Linked DNA regions of Mus musculus: all the other regions are linked to region 2. A link is a contact called in public Hi-C data. All regions are on one chromosome and are shown on one strand. The core of a region is the stretch at or near the end of the contact, and the rest is flanking DNA. Distances in the headings are between cores, read along the strand shown. Region 1 overlaps Enkur (enkurin, TRPC channel interacting protein). Region 2 overlaps Etl4 (enhancer trap locus 4). Region 3 has its middle 160 kb from the start of Gm23970.

Region 1 (3,784 bases), core at 87-2,586, 520 kb after region 2:
TACTTGCAGTCCCAGAAGCACATCTTTGCCCCCGTGGGCTTCTTTTTGATGGGTAGTTTGCTTTTAACTTCTAGAATGTACAATACTGTCAGGATCAAAGTCAACAACTAAGGATGGAAACTCAATATAATTTTGTATCATGTTGACGCAACCCCTTTGTTGTTTTTAAACCCTTTTTTGTCGTTGTTTACAAAAATGGTCTTTTATCCATTGGAGCAATAGAAATTTGTCTTTTTAACTTTTTTCATTTTTGTTTCTCTTGTTTTTGTACTCAAATAATATTATTTGTGATGTAAATTTTCAAATAGTGAGCTATGACCCATAAAAATTGCCTTTCACTTTCTGTGTTTGGCTCCTTGGCTCCCACACACTCTCTACCTTCCTGCCCTGCCTTGTGACACAGCTAGAATGGACTTCCTGCTTTTTGTCCTTCTGTCCTCTGAGTTTGAAGGCGCTCTGGAGGGAGGGAAGAGAGATTGTGCCTCTACCTCTTGCATCTACATTCCTGAACACACTTTCAGGTGTCCTGTACTGTGAGGTCTTTCCAGCTCATTATGTACTGAGAACACTGACGGTCCTTTTCCCCCCACCGCACAGCAGTCCTTATGTCTATAAATGTTGCTGTATTTCCCTCTCCCTGGTCTTGGAGGTCTCAGGGCCTTGCTGGTTCCCTTCAATGAACTTCACTTCTCTTTACCATTCCTTCCAAAACTCCCCTCAGAACCCCAGCTGAGTCCGTGTTCTGTTTCTCCACTGGAGCCCAGAACTCATACAACTTCCCTTTTACCCAACTTGCCTGTAGTAGGAAAAACAGCAGCCCAGGGTTTGTTAGGTGTGACTTTAGTCCTGACTCACCAACTTAATGATATGTGGCCAAAGGCAAGTGTACCAGTTCACTAGAGTAAGGACTGTGCTTATTTTGTGTGTTAGGCTCTTGACAATAAACACATAGATGTCCACATATTAAGGAAGGGATAAACACACAGGTGAACTGCTTATTATATTTGCATTTAATCTCCTCATCTATAGAGTGAGGTGTTTGGAATCAGGTGCAAAGGGACTGTTACTTGTGTGAAGAAGGAGCTCAGGGCACATGTGCAACCATTGTACCATAGAACTCTGCAGTTCTGAGTTGAGTGGGAAGCAAGGCTCGTCAGTAGGGCCACCATTAGCCTTATAACCGGGTAGCTATGCACTGGCTGGAAAGTAAGGCATTCCATGAAGGGTTTACTATGTTGCCAGTGAAGCATCAAATGGAAGTCCTGGGGTGACCTGAAGAGGAAGGCAAAGAATGTTTCTCCACTATGGCCAAAAGGCACAGGAGCCTTTGCACTCTGAGGAAGGCCTTCCTGTTCCTGTTTTCCACCCTCATGCAGTCCTGCAGGCATGATGATCTGGCCTTTGCAGAGGGATGCGCTTCCTGAAGACAAGTAATAATTGAAAAATAATGGGCTACGAGCCTTTTCCTCCACCAAATGATCTATAATTCTGCATTTCCTGCCTGCCGTGACTACCCCCTCCCTGTATATTTTCAAAACTCCATCATGTCGCCTCCAGAGAGAAGCCCTAGCTCTAGAGCTCCCCCTGCTGTCTAGGTGCTTCTTACTCTGCAGCTCCACGCAACAGCAAGATCTTTCGGTGCTGACAACTACCTTGGGCTTTTCTTAAGCTTGAGATCCACACACCTACAACACACACACACACACACACACACTCACAATTCCTGTCTATCTGGTGCATTTTAGAGATCGTGTCTCACTAATCCAATTAAAGCACTTTCTGTAGCAAAACTTGGATCTCATACCATTTGCGGTATCTTCATGGCTCAGGCTAATATTGTGTAGAGAATGGACATTTAATAAATCTTTATTTGTGCTTATGATTTCATCCTTTAAATGTTAAGTATCATAATTGCATATGGCCCATTTTCAACAGCTACTAATAAGATAAAGTTTGCTTTTTATGTTATGTGTGTGTGCGTGTTTGTGTGTGTTTGTGTGTGTAGTATTTATAATTAAGGGTATGTGGGTGCTATGATGCCTGGGGAGAGGTCAGAGGACAATGGCAGGTATTGGTCCTTACCTACCTTATTTGAGATAGGGTCTCCTCTATATGCCAGACTAATTGGCCCATGAGCTTCCAGGGACTTTCCTGTCAATCAATGCCTTCCATGTTCACATAGGGGCCCTATGCACAAACAAAACATGTACTACCACATTCCATGTTTTATGTGCCACAATCATCAGACAAGCTCGTTACTACTGAGGTATCTCCCCAAATGAATTCTCTTGTTTTATGAAGTCATTGGATACTGTCTTATAGAAAGCTTTCAAAATATATGTAAAAAGAATCATTATGCCACTTCTTTAAGGGTCAGCGTGGTGGCAGAAGAGGACAAGCAGGTGCTTAGTAACTGCTCTGTGTAAATGACAGTGTCACGCCCTGCTCATCTCTTGATGCCTCACACTTCAGATAGACCTCTTCCATTAAACTACAACAACGATATGTCAAATGGCCCATTTATTCAAAATAGAGGAACCATATGTGAAACCTAATATCCATTCACGCAATAACCTGGGTAGCTGAGTTACTAGAATGGAAAAGATACAGCTTGGAGACAGCTTCAATTATTCTAGAGCTCCATCTAGTGAAAAATAGCTCCGTTATGAGTACTTTAAAAAATAAATTTAGTGAATGGAAGTAACTATTTTCTCACTCTTTTAAAATACCAGTTTGTTGTAGGAGAAAGTGGGCTTCCTTACAACCTAAATGCACCAAATTGGAAACAAAATATTTTATGAATCTCTGTATTATGGCTTGCTTTTATTTTTTCCTTTCCCTTTTCAAAGAGTAAGCTTTACTGAGCACTTTTGCTAGAGCCCAAAGAGACTGCTTTGAGACAGTGGAAGCCCCGGCTTCAGTAGCAGGGCTGGGGGGTGGACGAAGAGTTAGAGAGGCCTGAAGCCCACAGGCTCACCTGCAGAACTGCCTCCCTTTCTTCGTCAGAGAGTCTCTTCATGGCCGCTTTCTTGAGGTTCTCCTGGATGTAATTGTCATACTCTTCTTGTGCTTTCTTCACATCCTCATTTCGCTTGCATATGTACTCAGGCGTGATGCCATAATCCTGCGAGGATTTCCAGAGAAAAAAAGCCAATCAGTTTCCTGTGAGCAGTCTTCTGTGTGTGAGCAGAGCAACTGGGAATTAGAGAACAAGAAAGCTTATTGTTTTCAATATTCAAGAAAAAAACAAACAAAAATGACCCAATAAACAAAAACTAGGCAAATTGGCAAAATCCAGCCATTACACATACACACTTACATGCACATACATGCACATGAGCGCACACATACGCCACTTCCAAAACGTAGAGCTAGTTCATTCTGATCTCTTAAAATAAGATGCTGGACCAGAAAGTTGGCTCACTGAGTAAAGGTACTTGCCACCAAGTCTTACAATCTGAATTCAATCTCCTGAACTCACAGGATGGAAGCAGAGAACTGACTTCTATAAATTGTCCTCTGACCTTCACATATGTGTATATACTTGGGCACGCACACACACATAACACACACACACATGCATACACACATGTACACACACATAATACACACATAACACACATACATCACACAACACACATAACACGCACACACAACACACATAATGTACACACACCACACATAACACACATACATAACACACACACATGAGAGCGAGTGAGCGAGCGAGCGAGAGAGAGAGAGAGAGAGAGAACTTGTAGCAATTTGTTTTCTCTCTTCTATC
Region 2 (3,592 bases), core at 377-2,876:
GGCCGAGTATTGCTGAATTGAACATTCCAGGCAGGCTGACCCTAGTTCTCTGGGCAAGCTCTCATCTCACTGTAAGAGTGCTAGGATCAGGGTTGGAGAGATGGCTCAGTCGTTAAGAGCACTGGCTGCTCTTCCAGAGGTCCTGAGTTCAAATCCCAGCAACCACATGGTGGCGCACAACCATCTGTAATGGATCTGATGTCCTCTTCTGGTGAGTCTGAAGTCAGCTACAATGTTCTCATATTATTTATTAATAAGTCTTTATAAAATGTTTCTTTAAAAAATATTTAAAAAAAGAAAAGAAGAGAAAAGAAGAGGGAAGAGTGCTGGGATTGTAGACGCCTGCCACCCACCACATGGGGTTTTATGTGAGTTCTGAGAATTGAACCCGGGCCATCAGGCTTGCAACTTTTTTCAACTTGTGGAGTCATCTCTCTAGCCTTTCCTTCATTTGCTTTCTAACTGGACACGTATATAAGGTTCAGTGTGGAGTATGCTAATGTAAATGGCGTATGTATGTAAAAGATACTTTCTGATCAAGTAAGGACACCTACCATTTTATTATTTCATCTCCAATTAAATCTTAAACTAAGATCTAATAATTCCATGTACTTTGGGGGTACATTGTGATGTCACAAGTACACAGAGGGTCCTGATGCATTGGGGTGATTAACATTTCTATTGTCTTCTTATCAGCATTCCTGTTATTCATAAGACATAATCATTATTGTAAAATACAGACCATTTGTGGCTTTGCACTCCATGCTGGCGAGAGGCTCTATTGAAGTCTCTGCTGCTCCAATCTTACTGTATGTGCTTAGCAGCAGCAAGCACTCAGTATCATTTTTTAACACTGAATTTCAAGCTGGGTGTGATCATGCATACTGGAAATCCCAGTAGTTGTGAAGCTAAGTCGGAAAGATTTTTTGAGTGTGAGGTAAGAGTGACTTACAGAGTAAATTTGAAATCAGCTTGGACTGTGTTGGACCTGGCTGTCCTAGAACTAACTAACTAGCTCTATAGACCAGGCTGGATTTGGACTCACAAAGATCCACCTGCCTCTGCCTCCTGTGTGCTGGGATTAAAGGCATGTGCCATCACCACCGGAAGAAGAACATAGGGAATGCTCTCTCTCTCTCTCTCTGTGTGTGTGTGTGTGTGTGTGTGTGTGTGTGTGTGTGTGTGTGTGTTTCTCTAGCCTGGCAGTTAAGTCACAGAATCAGGACGTATGAACCCCAGATCTCACTCATTAGCTGCATCTTCCAGTGTTATCTCTGGGACCCCAGGGACTAGCATACAACTTGGGAGAACACTGCTCAGGACAGGGGGAAGACAGACAGAGCCTTCCTACTGTCACCAGCCTGCAGCTTCCATGTGGGTTAAAGAGCACTGTGCTCTTTTAGCCACAGTCATCCCTGAGGCAAGAGCCAGGCTGGCAGTGGAATTTCTCCTTTGTGCTTTGCAGGAAATGGGGTGGGTTGGGGATGTCAGGTCTCTGTGAAGATTCCCCCCCCCCCCCCCCCCCGCCTGTTTTGCCAAATAAAGTAAAGATAAGAAACTCCTGTGTGCCTCCCCTATCTATCCCTGGGAACGGAGCCTGTTGGATAATGGACCCTTTGTCTTCAAGGGAGGAATTTCCTTCGGCTGTCAGGGCAGCTGGCCTTGCAGGTGGATACCTGCCCTGCAGGGGAACCCCTCCTCCCGGAGAGAGAGAAGAGGCTAACAAAGTCTTGCTTAAGGGATTACTGAGTGAACATTTGTGGTTCCCTGTGCTTGTGAAAACTGCTCAGCCTCAGTCTAAAGCCAGTTTTTCTTCAGAGTGCCTATAAACCCATAGTCAAGAGGTTCAATCCGTTACCTAGTGAATTCAACTAGCATAGAATTTTCCAACTTCTGGAGAGAAACAAAAGGACTCAGGAAGAGGAGAGGACAGGAGATGAGAGACATAAGAAGTTGGTCAAAAGAGAGGCTGTGGCCTCAGAAAATGAGGGCTTTTGGGTCAGCAATGTTACTGCTGCCCTCGACTTCCTCCTTGTGGCCAATTTAGGAATTTCCTCTGGGATGCACCTAGTGCCCAGGGTACAATTGACTGGGGTTGCTGAGCCTATGGAATGGAGGGAAAATCTGAGTCACCAGGAGCCTGCACATGCACTCTCCTTTCCAAGGTCCTTACTCAGCCTTGCCTTGATTAAAGAAATCCCCTTGTGTCTGGTCTTATTTAACACAAGATGCACAGAAGCACAGTCCCGAGTCCCAGTACAGAGGACTACAAGTGTAGCTGTTATACCCACCCCTCCCACCCCCACCTCCACCCCAGCCTCAGAGTCATGGCCTTGTAAGTAAGCCCTTGTTGGTGCTGTTTGGAAGCGCTGTGTGTCTTTGAGTATCTCTGTGTTGTCATATTGGTCAGAATTGATGGGGGGGGGGGGCGTTTTCAAGACAGGGTTTCTCTGTGTAGCCCTGGCTGTCCTGGAGCTCACTCTGTAGACCAGGCTGGCCTCAAACTCAGAAATCCGCCTGCCTCTGCCTCCCGTGTGCTGGGATTAAAGGCATGCGTGCCGGCTAGAGTTGAAAATTTTAATGAATCCGCCTAACATATTATCAGTTAGATCAGCAGTTCTCAACCTGTGGGTAGCACCCACAGGAAAACACATGTTTCTGATGGTCCTAGGAATTCAGGTACCGCTCAGCAGCAACAATTACAGTTATGAAGTAGGAATGAAAATAATTTATGGCATGGGGTCACCACAACATGAGGAGCTGTATTAAAAAGTTGCAGCAGTAGGACAGTTGAGAGCTACTGATACAAATGCATCAGTTTGTCCATTACCTTGATCTTTATTTTTTATTTATTTATTTTTTTCCTGAGACAGGGTTTCTCTGTATATCCCTGGCTGTCCTGGAACTCATTTTGTAGACTAGGCTGGCCTCGAACTCAGAAATCTGCCTACCTCTGCCTCTCGAGTGCTGGGATTAAAGGCGTGCGCCACCACACCTGGCTATAATTTTTATCATCTGTTCATTTTAGGCCAGGAATAGTGGCCCACCTGATAGCCCTGCCCTGCCATGTCAATACCACTGACAGCACCTGGCTGCTGCTAGAGCGTACTGTTGGTTTTATGCATGCTCTTAGATCAGACAGGCAGTGAGGAGAAGTCACCATTGTACATAATAGAAAGTATTTTCTCTGCCCCAAAGATGTTCTGTAGTCTGCCCATTTAACCTTCATTCCTCACCAACTCCTGACCACAAGTGAGCTTTCCTTTCACTGTTGTTAGAGTTTGATTTTTCTAGGACATCCTACATTAAGAATGAGACAACTGGGGTTGGTGAGATGGCTCAGTGGGCAAGAGCACCCGACTGCTCTTCCGAAGGTCCGAAGTTCAAATCCCAGCAACCGCATGGTGGCTCACAACCACCTGTAATGAGATCTGACGCCCTCTTCTGGTGTATCTGAAGCTACAGTGTACTTACAAGTAATAAATAAATAAATAAATAAGTCTTTAAAAAAAAAAAAAAGAATGAGACAACTTAGCTGGGCAGTGATGGCGCACGCCTTTAATCTCAGCACTCGGGAGGAAGAGACAGGCGG
Region 3 (3,723 bases), core at 359-2,858, 550 kb before region 2:
TCTAAGCCCTTGACAGCACCCTTGCTGATGGCACAGTACCCATTGCCCTTCTCCTGGAAGGACTAAAGTACCCCAACCCCCACCCACATGACCATCTACCTGATTGTTGACCTCAGTCTTATGCAGGCTTTTCATTCTGCAGGATGATGCCTTACTCTCCGTGTCCTGATACTGTACATCTACTTATTCTTTCTAATTCTTCTAGGTTTCGTCCCCTGGACCCTGTGTTTGACATCTTCAATCCATGAGCAAAACTCTTTCCAGAGCAAGAAATACTGACTATGGGGTGAGTGAGATGACTTGGTAATCAACATGTTTGTGTTTCCAGTTTATCTGCCTCCGTATCTTGAGAACTTAATATATTTTCCTCTAAGTTTTTATGGTAATATTTATAGGTTTCATATGCCATATTTCTTTTGCTGTGTCAGATCTGCACAATGGTGTCTTTTAAAATGGAGTTAATCCTCTCTGATAGCTTTGGAATGAATGTTCACTTTCATAGATATAGCATGAGATATAAATTGACACTCAGATATTAAAGAGGCTTTTCAAATCTATCCTCTGAGTTGGCTGGCATCTGTTTTGTTACATATGGAATAAACCCGGGTTGATAAAGATTCTTCTTGTGATGTGGAGGCTCATGGTGGAGTGTTTGCAGGCACAGTGAAATCCCTGACTTGCAGCCACATCAAGACATTGGTTTTCCACTGTTTCTTATCAGATTTCTGCAGAGGCACCACAGGAGCCAGATTGCCTGGGGCACACAGTTCAGCTGCACCAATAGATAGTGCAGGCGATTTTACCAGGTAACACAGATGCACATTTTCACAGTAAAGATGTGCCAGTGCCCTCTGCTTTTGCACCCCAGCGGGAAGGCTCTAATTGAAACAAAAAGACCCACTTAGCACATGACATTAAGATGCATCCAGGAAAGAGAAAGAGATATGTATCCAAATGGTCTGCTCTCCATCTTACTTTATGTCATTTACACTGTACTGTCAAAGCAGCGGATACCATCAAACTGAAGTATTCTAACTTGAGGTTCAGTAAGGTCTTCCTTCTTGCTTAAAATGATCAGACTTCTTTTCTTGACCCATTTACATAATGTTGTTGCCAGAGAGATTATAGGCCAGGATATGCAAGAGTGGAACATTTGGTCAGTAAATATCTAATGAGCATCTAATCAGTTCAAGTGGCAGTTTCTCATTAAGATTGGAGGCCCTCTTAAATTTGCTTTCTAAAGGAGGGAAGGATCAGCAAACATGTAGGTGTTCTGGTTTGTTGTAGCAGTAATAGAGTGCTTACTCAGCATGGGCTCAGTCCCTAGTACTTCCAAACCTAAATCAGAGAGATATGTCAGATGATAAGTATATTGGAGTCAAATAAATCCCAGAGCATGGACAAGTCACACAATGAAAGGTACTGTTTGAACAGGGTATTCAGAGAAACCCTTACTGGGAATATAATATTAGGAAGTGATGCACAGAACTAAGAGGGAGAGATATTATCTGTCTCAGACAAAGTTATGGGGATTGGATCTAGCAGATATGATGAGTAACAAGAAATTCTTGAACTATTTTGGAGGCAGAAGTAGTGGGAATTTGTTTCCACATTGAGTGTGGGATATTAATGGGAAAAGTGATCAAAATGATTCTAAAGTCTTTGACAAATACATCTGAAGAATGGAGTTGTCAGATGCCTAGACAAAGAATACCTCGAACAAACAAAACCAAGACTAGAGAGAGTAGAATTAGGAATTCTGTCTTAGAGCTATGGAGGTGGAAACATTTACTAAATATCCAAATGCAGAGATCAATCACCAATTTGATATTCAAGTCTGGAGTCCAAAGGCATGGTCTTTAATGAAGTCATACAGTGGAGATTTTCGATCCTGAGCAGCATTCACAGCTGAGGCTACAAGAGAACATCACAGTAGGAACCAGTTCTCCAATTCCCACATTCTTCCTTAAGAATTCTTTAATGGGAATGTAGTAGTTCTCACCCATTGATATTTTTAAGAATTTCTAAACACGGTTCACATGTTCAGCACAGATTAAGTGAATCTGCCTTAGAAAGCGAATGTGGCTGAAGACAGCAGAAGTCATGAGCTAGAGTCCAGAGCATGCTAAAGGGTATGGAGATGGGTGATAACCAGGCAAAAGAAGAATCTACAGTAAGACCGGAGGAAAACAATGAGCAATAAGTTCTGAAATCTAGCTGGTTAAAAATGACAGTGACTAACTATATCAAATGTTACAAGCAGACCCAAAGAGTGAGAACTGAGAATTTCCTACTTAGCCACAGGATGTCCTTGTTGGCTTTACAATAGCAGTAGCAGTTCTTTAATGAGATGATGACTGGATGAGGTAAAATAAAGAAAGAATGGGGTTCTTCAGGTCAGTGGGACTCTACCTTGGGCACAATCTCAGTGGATAGTCTTACAGTCCCCAGAGGAGAGGAGTCTCTACTCCCAGGTACTCTAACAAAACCAGGATCTTAGGATTCCAGTAAGCCAGGATCCCAGGTGCTTGGTCACACGAGGATCTCAGGGTCTCAGAGTCAGCTTGACTCCCAGAAACTCTGACATACCCAGAATCTCAGGATCACAGGATATCAGAATCACAGGATCACAGTGAAAACCAGACTCTGAGGAGTTATGGCTCAAATGGGATGACAGGATGTTCAGGCTCCAATCAGATATAATGAGTTCAGGGAGCACTTAAGATAATCAGATGGTGGGAGGCAAGCATAACAACAGAAGCACCAGAAGCCAAGGTTATTTGGCATCATCAGAACCCAATACTCCCTCCATAGCAAGGCCTGGATACAACACCACACCAGAAAAGCAAGATATAGATCTAAAGTCACTTCTTCTGATGATGATGGAGGAGTTTGAGAAGGACATAAATAACTCCCTTAAAGAAGTACAGGAGAACACAGGTAAACAAGTAGAATCCCATAAAGAGGAATCACAAAAATTCCTTAAAGAATTACAGGAAAACATAACCAAAGAGGTGAAGGAATTGAACAAAACCATTCAGGATCTAAAAATGGAAGTAGAAACAATAAAGAAATCACAAAGGGAGAGAATTCTGGAGATAGAAAGCCTAGGAAAGAAGTCATGAGCCATAGATGCAAGCATCACAATACAAAAGATGGAAGAGAGGATCTCAGGGGCAGACGATACAATAGAAAACATTGACACAACCATCAAAGAAAATGCAAAATGCAAAAAGATCCTAACTTAAAATATCCAGGAAATCTAGGATACAATGAAAAGACCAAACATATGAATAATAGGTATAGAAGAGAATGAAGATTTCCAACTTAAAGGGCCAGTAAACATCTTCAACAAAATTATAGAAGAAAACTTCCTAACCTAAAGAAAGAGATGCCCATGAACATACAAGAAGCCTACTGAACTCCAAATAGATGGGACAAGAAAAGAAATTGCTTCAATCACATAATAATCAAAACACCAAATGCATAAACAAAAAGAATATTAAAAGCAGTAAGGAAAAAGGTCAAGTAACATATAAAGGAAACCTATCATAATTACACCAGCCTTCTCACCAGAGACTATAAAAGCCAGAAGATCCTGGACAGATGTCATACAGACCCGAAAAGAACACAAATGCCAGCCCAGACTATTGTACCCAGAAAAAAAATCTCAGTTACCATAGGTAGAGAAACTAAGGTATTCCATGATAAAACTAGATATAC

Evidence for each region. Hi-C and Micro-C count contacts between places; a contact is called where the count stands out from the background.
Region 1: a contact with region 2 is called in a Hi-C map of the N1E-115 cell line, with 4 times the contacts expected there. The contact joins two enhancer-like sites. A contact is called at or near these places in 1 of 15 datasets of contacts at CTCF or cohesin (large pre-B cells), 1 of 484 Hi-C or Micro-C datasets (the N1E-115 cell line) and 1 of 115 datasets of contacts at active chromatin or transcription factors (embryonic stem cells).
Region 3: a Hi-C map of the N1E-115 cell line shows a contact between it and region 2, with 3 times the contacts expected there. The contact joins two enhancer-like sites. A contact is called at or near these places in 2 of 484 Hi-C or Micro-C datasets (the N1E-115 cell line and cerebral cortex).

Annotation. Positions count from the first base shown.
Region 1 is chr2:21,186,190-21,189,973 of GRCm38.p6, forward strand. Enkur (enkurin, TRPC channel interacting protein) reads right to left here. Exons shown (of 5, transcript NM_027728.2): 4 at 2,978-3,124. Among named protein-coding and RNA genes, the nearest start is that of Enkur, 17 kb to the right of the region's middle. Within about 2 kb of position 1,337, at least 16 of the 459 cell types and tissues checked have an H3K27ac peak or open chromatin away from gene starts, as enhancers often do. A contact at or near this core is called in the N1E-115 cell line, where this site is marked.
Region 2 is chr2:20,664,130-20,667,721 of GRCm38.p6, forward strand. The region is part of intron 4 of Etl4 (enhancer trap locus 4); the gene reads left to right. Among named protein-coding and RNA genes, the nearest start is that of Arhgap21, 300 kb to the right of the region's middle. Within about 2 kb of position 1,627, at least 89 of the 459 cell types and tissues checked have an H3K27ac peak or open chromatin away from gene starts, as enhancers often do. A contact at or near this core is called in the N1E-115 cell line, where this site is marked.
Region 3 is chr2:20,116,768-20,120,490 of GRCm38.p6, forward strand. It overlaps a transcript of Etl4 not described here. Among named protein-coding and RNA genes, the nearest start is that of Gm23970, 160 kb to the right of the region's middle. Within about 2 kb of position 1,609, at least 1 of the 459 cell types and tissues checked has an H3K27ac peak or open chromatin away from gene starts, as enhancers often do. A contact at or near this core is called in the N1E-115 cell line, where this site is marked.